Linked DNA regions of Mus musculus: all the other regions are linked to region 1. The links are chromatin contacts, called in public HiChIP or PLAC-seq maps. All regions are on one chromosome and are shown on one strand. The core of a region is the stretch at or near the end of the contact, and the rest is flanking DNA. Distances in the headings are between cores, read along the strand shown. Region 1 overlaps Sulf1 (sulfatase 1). Region 2 overlaps Gm39592 (a long non-coding RNA gene). Region 3 has its middle 31 kb from the start of Gm39592.

Region 1 (4,106 bases), core at 1,139-3,638:
TAAACTTCCATATTTACCCCTCAAAACCATGCCATTTCCATCCCTGTATAAACATGCTAAACATGCTGCGATTTCTCTAATTTTTTTTTTTAAGATTTATTTTTATTGTGGGATCTGAACTTCCACAGGATGTCCTGCGGAAGAACAGCAGGGGCTCTTAATTGCTGAGCCACCGTTCTAGTCCCACCTCTTAAAAATACTAACTCTCTTGTCCCACTTCCCCTGTTTACTGACAAAAAAATCATTGTGAGAGCTGCCATACTTTGTCTTTGCTTCATTTCACCTTGCGCTTCTATCGGCTTCCCTCTACACTGTGCCATGCTTACAGTGTTTTGAGCCCAGGCTATCTTTGAGCTCATGGTTTCCTGCCTCAGCCTCCTCAGCACTGAGACAGCAGGCTTGTTTCTTCCCCACACCCAGCTCCATCTGTCTATAAACCCATCACTGTGGACACCATGCTAATGATTTCCAATGATTGTAGATCTAAATGCCAAAAGATATTTCCGATCGGAGGACTAATAGACATCCCCAACTCAATTACTGAAACCACTGAACTCCGGAGGTGAGTCCCTCCATCCCGCTTTCCATCCCTCTTCCCTCCTCCTCTCTTAAAAATGCTTCTCACATTTGCTATCCAACTGATTAGGTAATACTGTTGGTTCTTCCTTTATAAATAGCTGGTGTCTATTTCTGAAGCTTCTCTTACTATAAGTGTGAAGTTCTCTCCTCTATTTTAATAGCCTCGTAGTAAGTCTCTTCTTGCTGCTGTTGTTCATCTATCATCTGCTTCTAGCACAGCAAAGAGAACCTTTGGAAACATAAGTCAGAAAGCACTATTCCTTTATGTGAACTTCAATAACGGTTTCCCTTTCATCCAGAGAAATCGCCTTAATCTTCCCATGGCCTATGGGTCATGTATTGGCCTGCGGTGACTCTGATACCATTTCCGGACACTACTGTGACACTACTGTGCACAGTCTCTCTGTGGTTCTCATATTGCATCAGACTACTTATAGTGGTCTTTTTTTTTACTTTTTTATTTTTTTGGTTTTTCGAGACAGGGTTTCTCTGTGTAGCCCTGGCCGTCCTGGAACTCACTTTGTAGACCAGGCTGGCCTCGAACTCAGAAATCCGCCTGCCTCTGCCTCCCGAGTGCTGGGATTAAAGGCGTGCGCCACCACGCCCGGCTTTTTTTTTTTTTTTACTTTTTTATTTTTTTGGTTTATAGTGGTCTTTTTATGTTAGTTTTTTCCTCGATGGAATGCTTTCTTTCTTAAAGATTATTTTTATTATTCTTAATTATGCATATGTATTGGGGACACATATGCATGTGAACACAGATACCCTGGGGCTAAAGTCATAAGTAGTTGTCAGTGCCAACAGGGGTGCTGGGAACTGAACTTGTGGGTATCCTTAACCACTGAGCCATCCCTCCATTTCCTGGTGTTCTATAAGATTCCCAGCTTCGACTTCTCTATGTCCTTCAAATTTAAACCTTTTCTCAGCAAACCTTCCTTTTTAGCATTGCAATGTACCTGATTGCTCATTTTGCTCTCTGTTCTAATAGACTATATAGACTTGGTAGAAATGAGTAGATTATCTTCCTCCTCTTACTAGAACATGATATACACAGAGTTCCAGGTCTCTAAATATTTTACTCGCTGATACATTTCAAATTCTTAGAATGAGGCTTGGCATATTCTATAGTTTGATTATTTTTTGTTTTTTATTTGTTTGTTTTGTATTTTATAGTGTGTCTTATTATGTAGCTCAGGCTCACATTTGAATTTGTGAGCCTTCTGCACTGGCCTCTTGAAGGCTGAAATTATGGGCACATGGCATCCTGATTGGTTTCATAGTTTGATTCTTAGATGTGCCCCAAAGGTTTTTCTCTGAAGGTTTTGTTGATCAACTCTGGTGTACCCAGGAAGTAGTGAAACCTTTAGGCAGGAAGTCTAATGGAAGACAGAGCATTTGGGGCCTGCCTTCGAAGGGAATATCGACATCCCTGTCTCATCCATGAAGTGAGCAGTCTTCTCTGCCACACACTTCGGTCTTTTGTCCTCTCCTGACACAGTGCAAACAAAGTGTTTTCCTGAGTTGATCTGCTCAGGTGTTGTCACAATGACAGGCATTTAAAACACACCTGGCCTGTAGGAATGCTTGGTGAATATTGGTTGCATTGATGAATGTTTAAGTAAAGGAAGAAACAAAGCAAAAAAGAAAAAGAATTAAATAGGTCTCCAAGCTATTTACTTGAAAATCCTTTTGTTGAGACATCAAAAGAAATTCCTTCCTCAAATACTTTGCCTGACACCAGAGCCTCTATAACCCAGCCTGTCTGGTTTCCCAATTAGAGTGAACAAATGCCAAGTGGCTGAAAAATTCTCCCCCACATTACACTACGAGGTGTCAGTCCACCTCACCCTTTAGGAATGGCTATGCACACTCTGGGGACATTACAATGGCAGCTTTTCAAAGGTGGAACTAGCTGAGTGGCATTTGAGGATCTGATACAAAATCCCAACCTCCAGCAGGTTTATCTAAAGGCTTGGCCAAGGTTCCCGGAAGCCTGGCCCACCCTGAAAGAGAACCCGGGCTGGTAGACCTTTTCAAATGGAAACTATGCAAAATGCAGTGGCTTCCTGTGCTTTCACCCCCAAACCAGGTGGAACCTGAGGCTTTAGCAAAGGCGTCCTTTTAAATTCTTAACTGGGCAATGTAAACCAAGGGGAGAATGTTTGGGAAAAAAAAAAAAAACAATCAAAAAACAAAGTGAAACTAAACCCATAGTTTTCAACAGTTTTCAACAACCAACTTAAAATCTCTGCTCTTTTAACAGAATAGTCACTACATTGCCACAATAACGCACTAGGTTTTTGTTCTACTGTTAAAATTGCTGGGGTCCTCAACCTGCATGCTGAGGTCAAGGTATCATTTCCACATGATGGGTTCTGTAATCAAAGATCTGAGGTAAAGGGTGACTAGCCAAAGCCAACCTGAAGAACAAACCAAGAGACTGGACATCACAGTCAGGGCAGACTTCCTTACCTAATTTACCTAACTTCCTTACTGCTATTAACTTAAAGAGATTAGAAATACAGAAGGAAAAGGGACAGTTGATTTTAAGAATCCCATAGATTAATGGTCTACAACCTGTGGACCCCTGGAATTGCAGATCAGATTTTTACATTATGATTCATAATAGTTGCAACATTACAGTTATGAAGTAGCAACAAAATAATTATAAGTTGGGGGTATTACTGCAGCATGAGGAACTATATTAAAGGGTCACAGCATTAGGAAGGTTGAGAACTACTGTTGTAGATGTAAAGGAAGATTAAATATTAAAAAAGACTGTATAATATTGATAGTAACAATACCATGAGAACCAGATTTAAACTACAAAGTAGCCGGTGTGTGTTTCTGTGTTATACAGTTGGAATACTTCTGAATTTTAGGAACCCTTTAGGACTGGACTGAAGCTATGCTAGGTAAAATGTGTAGCCAATGTAGAGATTTTTTTTTTTTTTTTACTGTTGCTCTCATGTGCAAGAGGAATATTTCTAAAATGAATGAGCCTACATTTATAGTACACATTTATGTAGAGATTTTTAACATCGACAATTTTTAAGAGACTTCTATAAGTCTTACATTTTTCATTTATGAATATTATTTCACATTATATCCCTTTTCAAGATATTGAATTAAGATGTTAGAGGGGCTGGAGTGATGCCTCAGGCAGGGGTTAAGACCATTGGCTGCTCTTCCAGAGGACCTGGGTTCAGTTCTCTGCACCCCTTAGTTCCAGGACATCTGATGCCCTATTCTGGCCTTCAGGGACACAAGACATACATGTGGTACATATGCATACATGCAGGCAAACACTCATACATACAAAATAAAATCAAATGAATCCTTAAAGAAAAGATTTTAGGAAAAAACTCTGAAAATGAAAACGGAGAACATTTCCTGTCATTCATGGCAATTTAACTATCTTTCCTTTTGAGTTAACTTTTTGACATAGGAAGGTGCAAGACAGGCAGTCCAAAAGACAATCAAGTTTAAATTTAAAAGCCACCAGAGTACTTGTAAAGGTTCTCGAC
Region 2 (4,106 bases), core at 696-3,195, 350 kb before region 1:
CCATTGGGTCTAGGAACCAGTCAGACACGGAATCCTTGTTATGAACATCCCAGTGTTGCAGGGTGTGTGTGTGTGTGTGTGTGTGTGTGTGTGTGTGTGTGTAGCCTTTCTTTCTTATCTCCCTACTCTTCTCTTCTAGCACAGCATCTGTGTGAATTGGTGGAAGGAGTAATCATTAGAATTTTTATTTTTTCTGTTCCAATAACTCTTTGATTGCCTGAGCACCTCTAGAATATCAAATATTTTGAGATATGGTAGTGTATGCCCTTTAATCCCAGCACTTGGGAGGCAGAGTCAGATGGATCCCTGGTTACAACAGGGACTGAGTTCCAGGACAGCCAAGGCTACACAGAGAAACCTTAGAGTGGGTGCAGGGTGGGTGTTACAAAATCTCATTAAAATGTGAACGAGAATTATCTGTCAATTTAGGAATTTACTCAATGTAACTAAATATTCCAGGTTAGCTGGAAAAACTCCAAAAATAAGTAGATAAGATGTATAAAGGGTTGCTAGACCAAAGAAACAGTAAAATGTCTTGCAAAACTATAGTCAACCAGGGGTGGTACCATACACCCCTAAAAGCCAGTTCTTGGGTGGCAAAGGCAGGAGGATCAGGAGTTCAAAGCTATTCACATTACCCAGCTATTATGAGGCTAAGCTGGCGCTGTATTAAGACCCTAATAACTGGGAGAAGGGTGATTGGAAAGCAGGTAAGAGCAGTGACTGATCTTCCAGAGGACTGGAGTTCAATGTGGAGGGTCCAGGACCCAGTACCTACATATTACCTCACAACTGTCTGTAATCCTAGTTCCAGGGATCCAACATTCTTCTTTTAGCTTCAGTGGGTACCAGACACACATAATGCACAGACAACATGCAGGCAAAATACACATATGCATAAAACAATCTTAAAACGATTTAAAAAGCAGCGTGTGACCTGAAGTGATGGCTCTGTGCAAGAGACGTTCTTGCAGAGGATCCAGGTCAGTTCTTAGCACCCACATTATCACTGATAACCTCAAATCAAATCTCTTTCCTGAGCTTTGGAAACCCTGCTGAACACTTCTCCTGTGTAACTACTGTGTGACGTGTAGACATTTCATTGTTCTCCTTCTGAAAGGGTTAAAATTTAGTCACCTCCCCCTTTAAGTCTTTTTTGTTGTAGTTGCCCTACTGGGGCTTGACTAAAGCCAGAGCTGATCTCAGGCTGGGCCCTCTTTCTGCTTTTGACTCGCTCTGCAGCCTAGATTGCTTCTGACTTGCTATCCTCCTTGCTCCAGCACCCGGAGGGGGTGGAATTACAGGCCTGTACTGCCAGAACCAACTTCTCATATCTTCCAGCTGCATCAATGCTGTGTAAAGTGGAGTCGGGGATCCTGTGACTTGTCACCCACCTCCTTCTTAGTCAACCTTCATCTGTCCATTTGCCCTCTTGAATCTTTCTGTCTCTCTAATCAGCTCTCACAAGTTTCCATTTTTTTCTTATTTCACTCTCAGTTCCACAGTATGGCTGTCACTGCTAGCTGTTCGCTTTATCTCTAGTTTTGTATCCTTTCAACCTGTCTTTCCGCTGCAGGCTGAGGCAAATCCTACAGGTGGGCGGGCGGGCAGTGGTAACTTAATCCCAGCCAGTGGGAGGTGGAAGCAGGATATTTCTGAGTTTGAAGCCATCCTCATCTACACAGCAAGTTCCAGGACAGCCAGAATAACAGAGCTCTGCTCTCAGCTCCCAACACCCGACATCCCCAAGAGCCTTCCTAGTGAGATCCTATCTCAAAAAATATAAAATAAAATAAAAAAGCTGGGTGTGATGACACACATCTTTAAAGCTGCGGCAGATGCATCTCAGTGAGTTTGAGCCCAGCCTGGTCTATATATTGACTTCCAGGCCAGACAGAATTACATAGACAGACCCTATCTCATACAAAAACAAAGAAAGAAAGAAAATCCCAGTCCCTTCAAAAAATAGAACAAGTGTTGTGAATACCAGAGTCCCTCACCTGAGGATAGCTCCCTATTGATAGTTTGTTGTTTTGTTTTTTGCTTTTGTTTTCTGTTTGCTTGTTTGTTTGTTTTGAGACAAAGTTTCATCTATATCCCAGACTGGCTTAAGACTCTATTGATCTTCTAACGCCAGCCTCTGTGGTGCTGGGATTACAGGCCTGCCCCACCATGCCTCAAATACATTTCCTTGAGTGGGCAGAAAGGGATGACCTACACTGCAGGAAGCAAGACAATGGGCTGCAGGGTGCACACAGTTAGGATGTGTACAGGTTAATCCCAGAGAAGGGAGGAGAAAGACCATCTGCCAAATTAATTAAAGCAAGCTTTTTTTACTCGGGTACACAGGGTGCTTTCTCCCTAAGGTGGGTTTTGAGAAGTTAGCATTGGATGTGAGGAAGACAAGATTTTTATAGCTCAGGGGTAGGAGGTTTCCAAATAGGGGCGGGGGGGGGGGGGGCAGGCAAAATAGGCAGGGTTACAGGAGCAGAGCATCAGCATAACAAGTTAGTCTGCCCTGAAACAAAGACACGCTCGCCATTCCCGGAACAGGCAGGCCGGAATCCTCGGGAGTTCTGGTTACAGGTGGGGCATAGCCCAGATCAATCATAAACACGAATGAGCCTAATTTGCCTTTACTATAAGATGGCTTTCAAGAGTTAGAGGCCAGCCTGGTCTACAGAGTGAGTTCCAGGGCTACACAGAGAAACCCTGTCTCAGAAAAAAAGAAAAAAAAAAAAAAAAAAAAAAAGATGGCTTTTATGTAAAAAATGGAGGCAGGCTTGTTCTTCACACACAAGACTTATCTTTCTAATATATTCATTTATTCACACAAACATTCTTTATAATATCATACTAACATAAGAGTTAAACAGACATGTCTCCCATCTTAGAACAGTGGTTTGGGCAGAAATGCAGCGCAGGGTTCCACGAGGGGGGATCGTCTCTGGTAAGCACGCTTCTCAAGGTTGTAGGCTCGACCCATGTCTTCTCTAAAGTCCTTTAGCTGTGGCAGGCTGAGAAGATGGCACTGAGGGGGTCCCTGTGTGAGCCCAACTACAGTGGCATAAAAGCCCAGGGTCTTGCAGAGTCTCAAGTCCTCTTGTATCAACACAGAGGGGAGTGAAGCTGTGTCTTGGGAGCACAGCCCTGTGATCCTAGAGACAATTCCCAAAGTTCTAAATTTTGTATCATTTCATCGGACAAGTTTATGTATCCAGCATCATTTAGTGTGGGGTAAGTTTATATCAAAACCTGTTCTAGGTTAGGCTCTATCTGAGCTTGTTTGAGTCCTAGCTCTTATCAAAAACTGCCCGGTGGCAGGCCTCAGGTATCATATTATTCCAAATCACAAAAAAAAAAAAAAAAAGAAAGAAAGAAAGAAAGAAAAGAAAGAAAGAAAGAAAGAAAGAAGAGAAGAGAAGAGAAGAGAAGAGAAGAGAAAAGAAAAGAAAAGAAAAGAAAAGAAAAGAAAAGAAAAGAAAAGAAAAAGGGAGGGGGGAGGGAAGGGAAGGAAAGGAAAGGAAAGAAAAAAGTTTCTAAGATAGGTTCCTAACTGTCTGCCAGAGTGGTGGGTAGCCATGCTGGGTAGCCATGCTGGGTAGCTGTGAGGGCGCCCAGATGTGTGAACTCAGAGGGAGTCCCAGACAAAACAGAGACTGCCAGGGAGAGAGAGTACTTCAACAAGGAGTCCTCAGGGTGCTGCTTCCACAGGCTCCTTCGCTGATTGGAAAACAATGATGAAGGAGCAGTCCTGGCAAGCATGGGGGCGGGTCGGGGGTGGCTATGGAGACCCTGTAAGACTCTCCAAGGCCTGCAGCGGGCAGCTTTAACGTTCATGTTTCCTTTCCTCTGAATGGTCAAATTGCTTCCTTAACTAGCAGGCATATTTTGTTTTCAGCACATGTATGAGACTCCCTAAAACAGGGAGATGCTCTAGAAAATACAATTGGAGATACCCATTTATAATAATTTCTGTGTAAAACAAAAACCTTTAGTATTTCTCTTATTTTTGTGATTATAATATAAATACAGCACTTTTCCCTTCCCATTCCTTCCTCAAAACACTTGCATAGCGTTCTCCTTGTTCTATCAAATTCATGGCT
Region 3 (4,106 bases), core at 1,023-3,522, 330 kb before region 1:
GACGAGGCCACACCCCTTCCACGATTGACTGACGGAGAAAGAGCTTCATTCAGTCCACTTTAAAGATTCAAGTGACTGTCACCAGCATCAGCTTCGGACGGCATCTGTGGCTGAAACAACCCAGAGGAGAAGCAGCCAAGGAATCACTTTATGATCACAAGAGATCAACCTTGTTGTGTAGCCTCGCTTCCTAAGCACCCACTCTTGGAAAACTCACCTGCTCTTCAGGACCAGCACTGATCCGTCCAAGGGCTTAATGCCTGACCCTGTGTAGTACTAAGCAGCGTTAAAGGTCGCACCACAACGAGAACCAAGCTTCTAGCACACGAACTTGGGGGGCAAACCACAGCGGACTCAGACTGGAACTTGGAACACCTGCTGTCCTGGTCCTCAGGCCCACGCACATTCCACCTGGAACTAAACCCTCATTCTCCCACATTTCCAACTTGCAGGTTTGTGGACTTCAACTCCATAGCTGTGGGAGGCAATGTCGGCAATGTCGGCAATGTTGTAATCTTTCTCATTCTCCAGAGTACCCTGAGTATCCATCAGCATTCATGGGGGATTTCTTTTTTTTTTTTTTTTTTTGGTTTTTCGAGACAGGGTTTCTCTGTATAGTCTTGGCTGTCCTGGAACTCACTTTGTAGACCAGGCTGGCCTCGAACTCAGAAATCTGCCTGTCTCTGCCTCCCAAGTGCTGGGATTAAAGGCGTGCACCACCACTGCCCGGCTCATGGGGGATCTCTGAAGCTACCCCTAAAGCTGGTTGGCTGCTAAAATCCTTGGCAACTCAAGCCTTTATATGAAGTGGCATGTTTGCATGCTACTAATTTACATCCTCCTACATATGTTAGCGTTTCTCTATATTTATAGTGTTCAATAAAATATAAACAATAAAATATAAATGTGACTATTTAAAAAAAATTGAAAGAAAGAAAGGAAGGGAGGGAGGGAGGGGACGAGGAGTAAAGGAAGCAGGAGCATCATTGATTAGGATGCAGGAATTTTGTAGAGTGCACAAGAACTGAACTTCTCCAAACACAGACATTAAAAGGCCTGAGGTAGAGGGCACTTACATGCCTAAGCAGATAGATGGAGAGAGAAGAAGAGAAGCAGGAAAGATGGAGCAAAGAAGAGGTAAGGAGGGGGGAGACAGACAGACAGACTCAGAGACACAGAAATTAATTGAGAATCATGATCTTTGTTTGAATCTTGAGCTTATGCCAAGTTTCCCCAGGAATTCTCTGTGGACTAATAAAAATGTTTATCTTATAACCACTGTATTAAACTGCATTGGTTTAAGAATAAAATCTGATGTTAGATTTTGGCATTCAATAGACTCTGTCAGTTAATCATTTCTTTAAAGGAGAAATCACTGCGCACAAATGCCCCCTGTCTCCTTTGTGGTCTTATCAATCCATTCATTGACTTCTGTGTCATGGAAAAGGGTCAGGCGAGCTTTCGGGAGTATATAGACCCACTTAGCTAATAACACACACATCAAGCTTTAGGAAAGACCCGGCCTACGCCCGGAGAACTAGCAAACCTAATTAGTTGGTGTTAAAATACCTGTAGTTTCTGAGCAAAGATTAGCATTAGATTAGCAGGTTGGAGTCTGAGGGAGGGGGTAAGTTTTGAAACCCTCCAGGGGTTTTCCGAGGTCTTTGCCTAATTGTACTTGCCTGAAGGTGCTGCGGGACCCTGGGGACGAGCTCTCTGTGCTCTTGGAGATCTACTTAGCTTAAAATGAAGCACTCAGCCCACCTTTGGAACAAAGAAAAGCACCACTTTGTAACTGTTCCATCCCTATTGTCTGCTTGCAAATTCACTCCCCCCTGCCCCCCCCTCGAAAGATAGAATACATGACTAAAAAGTTTTTTGTTAAGTAAATTTGCAAATTACTTAACAAAAAACTTAACTGTATGTCGGGGGAGAAGTTTGGGGTTTTGTTTGCTTGTTGTTTTTAGATTTTCGTACTTTTTGTTTGTTCTTTTTTTTTTTTTTTTTTTTTTTTTTTTTAAAGATTGAGTGCAGCAAGGTAGCATAGTAGAACTCACCTTATCTGGAAAAAGAAGCCATTAAAACATTTTAAATTTACTAGCCATTCAGTAGCAGACTAATCAAGGGGGAAAATACAGAAGCATTTGTGGGGTTGTTAATGCTAGTAAGTAGAGATGGAAATTACTACCGTCTTTAATTTGTAGAGATAAAACTGCCCAAGGATGGGCTGGCAAGTCTCTCCTCCACAACTGAGCACATATATGTTGTCTTGTTAGTTACGGAGCCCAGAGGATGCAGGAGATCATGAGTCTGAATACAGCAGAATCTCCACACAGTAACTCTGTTAGCTTGCTTGCTTGCTTGGTTAGCTTCTCAAGACAGAGTCTCATTATATAGGTTGCACACCAGGCTGACCTTGAACTCACAGAGATCCACCTGCCATTGCCTCCCTTGTGCTGGAATCGAAGGCCAGCTCCACTGCTGCCCTGTGGGCCTTGTTTGTTTGTTTTTAATTGGTTCTGTTTTCTTTTGGGTGTTTTGTTTGTCTGTTTTTCAGGCAAGTCCTTCCTCTACCCTGCTGGCCTTGAACCTGCTACAATTCAGGCTTGTGTTACTTCTTCCAGGTTAATGCAGTGCTGGGGCTAAACCCTATGGTGACTGCTGTGTCCCTGGAGTTAAAGACCCATTCCTATGGGACTCATTTTTCTTACTTCTTGGCTATGTTTGGACTGTGTCAAAAATAGTCTGTCATTCATAACTTATTTTGATTTTTTTTTTTTTTTTTTGTATAAAGAGGTGAGATGAAGCATCAAATAACATCAACCTTGCAAGGCAGATTGCAAGCTCTACTTCAGCCTGTTGCTCCCTTGATCTTCATCCCTAGGATTAGGGGCTGGTGGTTCTACAGGACACATTTCAAAGACTCCTGGCTGTCTGCTGGGTGTTGTTTAGAGGGCAAGTGTGAAAAGTATCCTTTGACATTCCTATTTTAGCTCTGTGCTCTCATCTTGGGCCTGTCATTCTATCAGTGAGTGTGAGACTTTAGGGGAGCTTCCCAATTAGGAAGCTTCATGGTCACCTCTGTGGAGCAGAGAGATGGCTGGGAGAAACAAAGTAGACTGAAGAGACTGAGAAAAAATAGCCAGCTGTGCCTATTGTGCTAAATGGGGCTGTGCATTATTACGGAGATGTAGTAGATCATATATATATATATATATATATATTTGTTATATGTAAGTACACTGTAGCTGTCTTCAGACACTCCAGAAGATGGCGTCAGATTTCATTACAAATGGTTGTGAGCCACCATGTGGTTTGAACTCAGGACCTTTGGAAGAGCAGTCAGCACTCCTAACCGCTGAGCCATCTCACCAGCCCCGTAGTAGATCTTCTATATGAAAGCTACATCTCAGTATTAAAGAACTTCTGGGACCTTGGAGGCTCTTTTTCAACAGAGAGGATACCGTCAGCCTTTAGAAAAGAAACTACCCAAGATCCCATGCTATGGCAGCTCTGGGGTGGGCTGGCAGGTCTATCTGGCTCCGTTGCTGGTCACATGCTTGCTGTGTGATCACATGATCCACAGCCCTTTCCTCTGTCTGTCATACCTCAATGAATCTCTCATCCCCCATGACCCTCAGGGTGGGCGAGGAGTTAGGAAACTGGGAGAAGAGGCCTGATTGTCAAAGAGGCCACTGAAAACTTTCAAATGCTGTGTGTGTGTGTCTGTGTATTTGAGACAGGGTCAAATGTGAGCTTACCTGGTCCCCAAAGTGAGGGACAACTAATGAGAATAAATACCTTTAGTTGTACCTTTGTGGCCTAAGGTTAACAAAAGCTAAAAGGTGAACAGGTTTAACAAGTGTGGTTATCTGTCTCCTGTTCCAAGCAACAACTTGAGTCCTGGGCCACACTGTAGAGTCTTCAGCTAGCTGACTGCTGGGGTAAACTGTGGTGCAAGGCAGTTAGTTCTTCCTTGATTAGCTCGGCCGTCCTGCAGCCTAACTCGACAAAAGTCTCAAGGAACACAGATTAGGGGCATCTACGGCTTGTTCTTCTTCACTCTGGTCTCTACTCTTTCTCTGGCAGGTAAGAATTCTGCCAGT

Evidence for each region. HiChIP or PLAC-seq counts read pairs in DNA pulled down with a chosen protein or histone mark.
Region 2: a contact with region 1 is called in an H3K27ac HiChIP or PLAC-seq map of embryonic stem cells, with 5 read pairs. The contact joins two enhancer-like sites. A contact is called at or near these places in 1 of 484 Hi-C or Micro-C datasets (embryonic stem cells), 1 of 115 datasets of contacts at active chromatin or transcription factors (embryonic stem cells) and 1 of 9 other capture datasets (embryonic stem cells).
Region 3: an H3K27ac HiChIP or PLAC-seq map of embryonic stem cells shows a contact between it and region 1, with 2.9 times the contacts expected there. The contact joins two enhancer-like sites. A contact is called at or near these places in 2 of 484 Hi-C or Micro-C datasets (both in embryonic stem cells) and 3 of 115 datasets of contacts at active chromatin or transcription factors (all in embryonic stem cells).

The regions. Positions count from the first base shown.
Region 1 is chr1:12,743,188-12,747,293 of GRCm38.p6, reverse strand. All of the region lies in intron 2 of Sulf1 (sulfatase 1), which reads right to left. Among named protein-coding and RNA genes, the nearest start is that of Sulf1, 53 kb to the right of the region's middle. Within about 2 kb of position 2,388, at least 39 of the 459 cell types and tissues checked have an H3K27ac peak or open chromatin away from gene starts, as enhancers often do. A contact at or near this core is called in embryonic stem cells, where this site is marked.
Region 2 is chr1:13,093,185-13,097,290 of GRCm38.p6, reverse strand. All of the region lies in intron 2 of Gm39592 (a long non-coding RNA gene), which reads left to right. Among named protein-coding and RNA genes, the nearest start is that of Gm39592, 9.7 kb to the left of the region's middle. Within about 2 kb of position 1,945, at least 8 of the 459 cell types and tissues checked have an H3K27ac peak or open chromatin away from gene starts, as enhancers often do. A contact at or near this core is called in embryonic stem cells, where this site is marked.
Region 3 is chr1:13,072,352-13,076,457 of GRCm38.p6, reverse strand. No RefSeq gene overlaps it. Among named protein-coding and RNA genes, the nearest start is that of Gm39592, 31 kb to the left of the region's middle. Within about 2 kb of position 2,272, at least 13 of the 459 cell types and tissues checked have an H3K27ac peak or open chromatin away from gene starts, as enhancers often do. A contact at or near this core is called in embryonic stem cells, where this site is marked.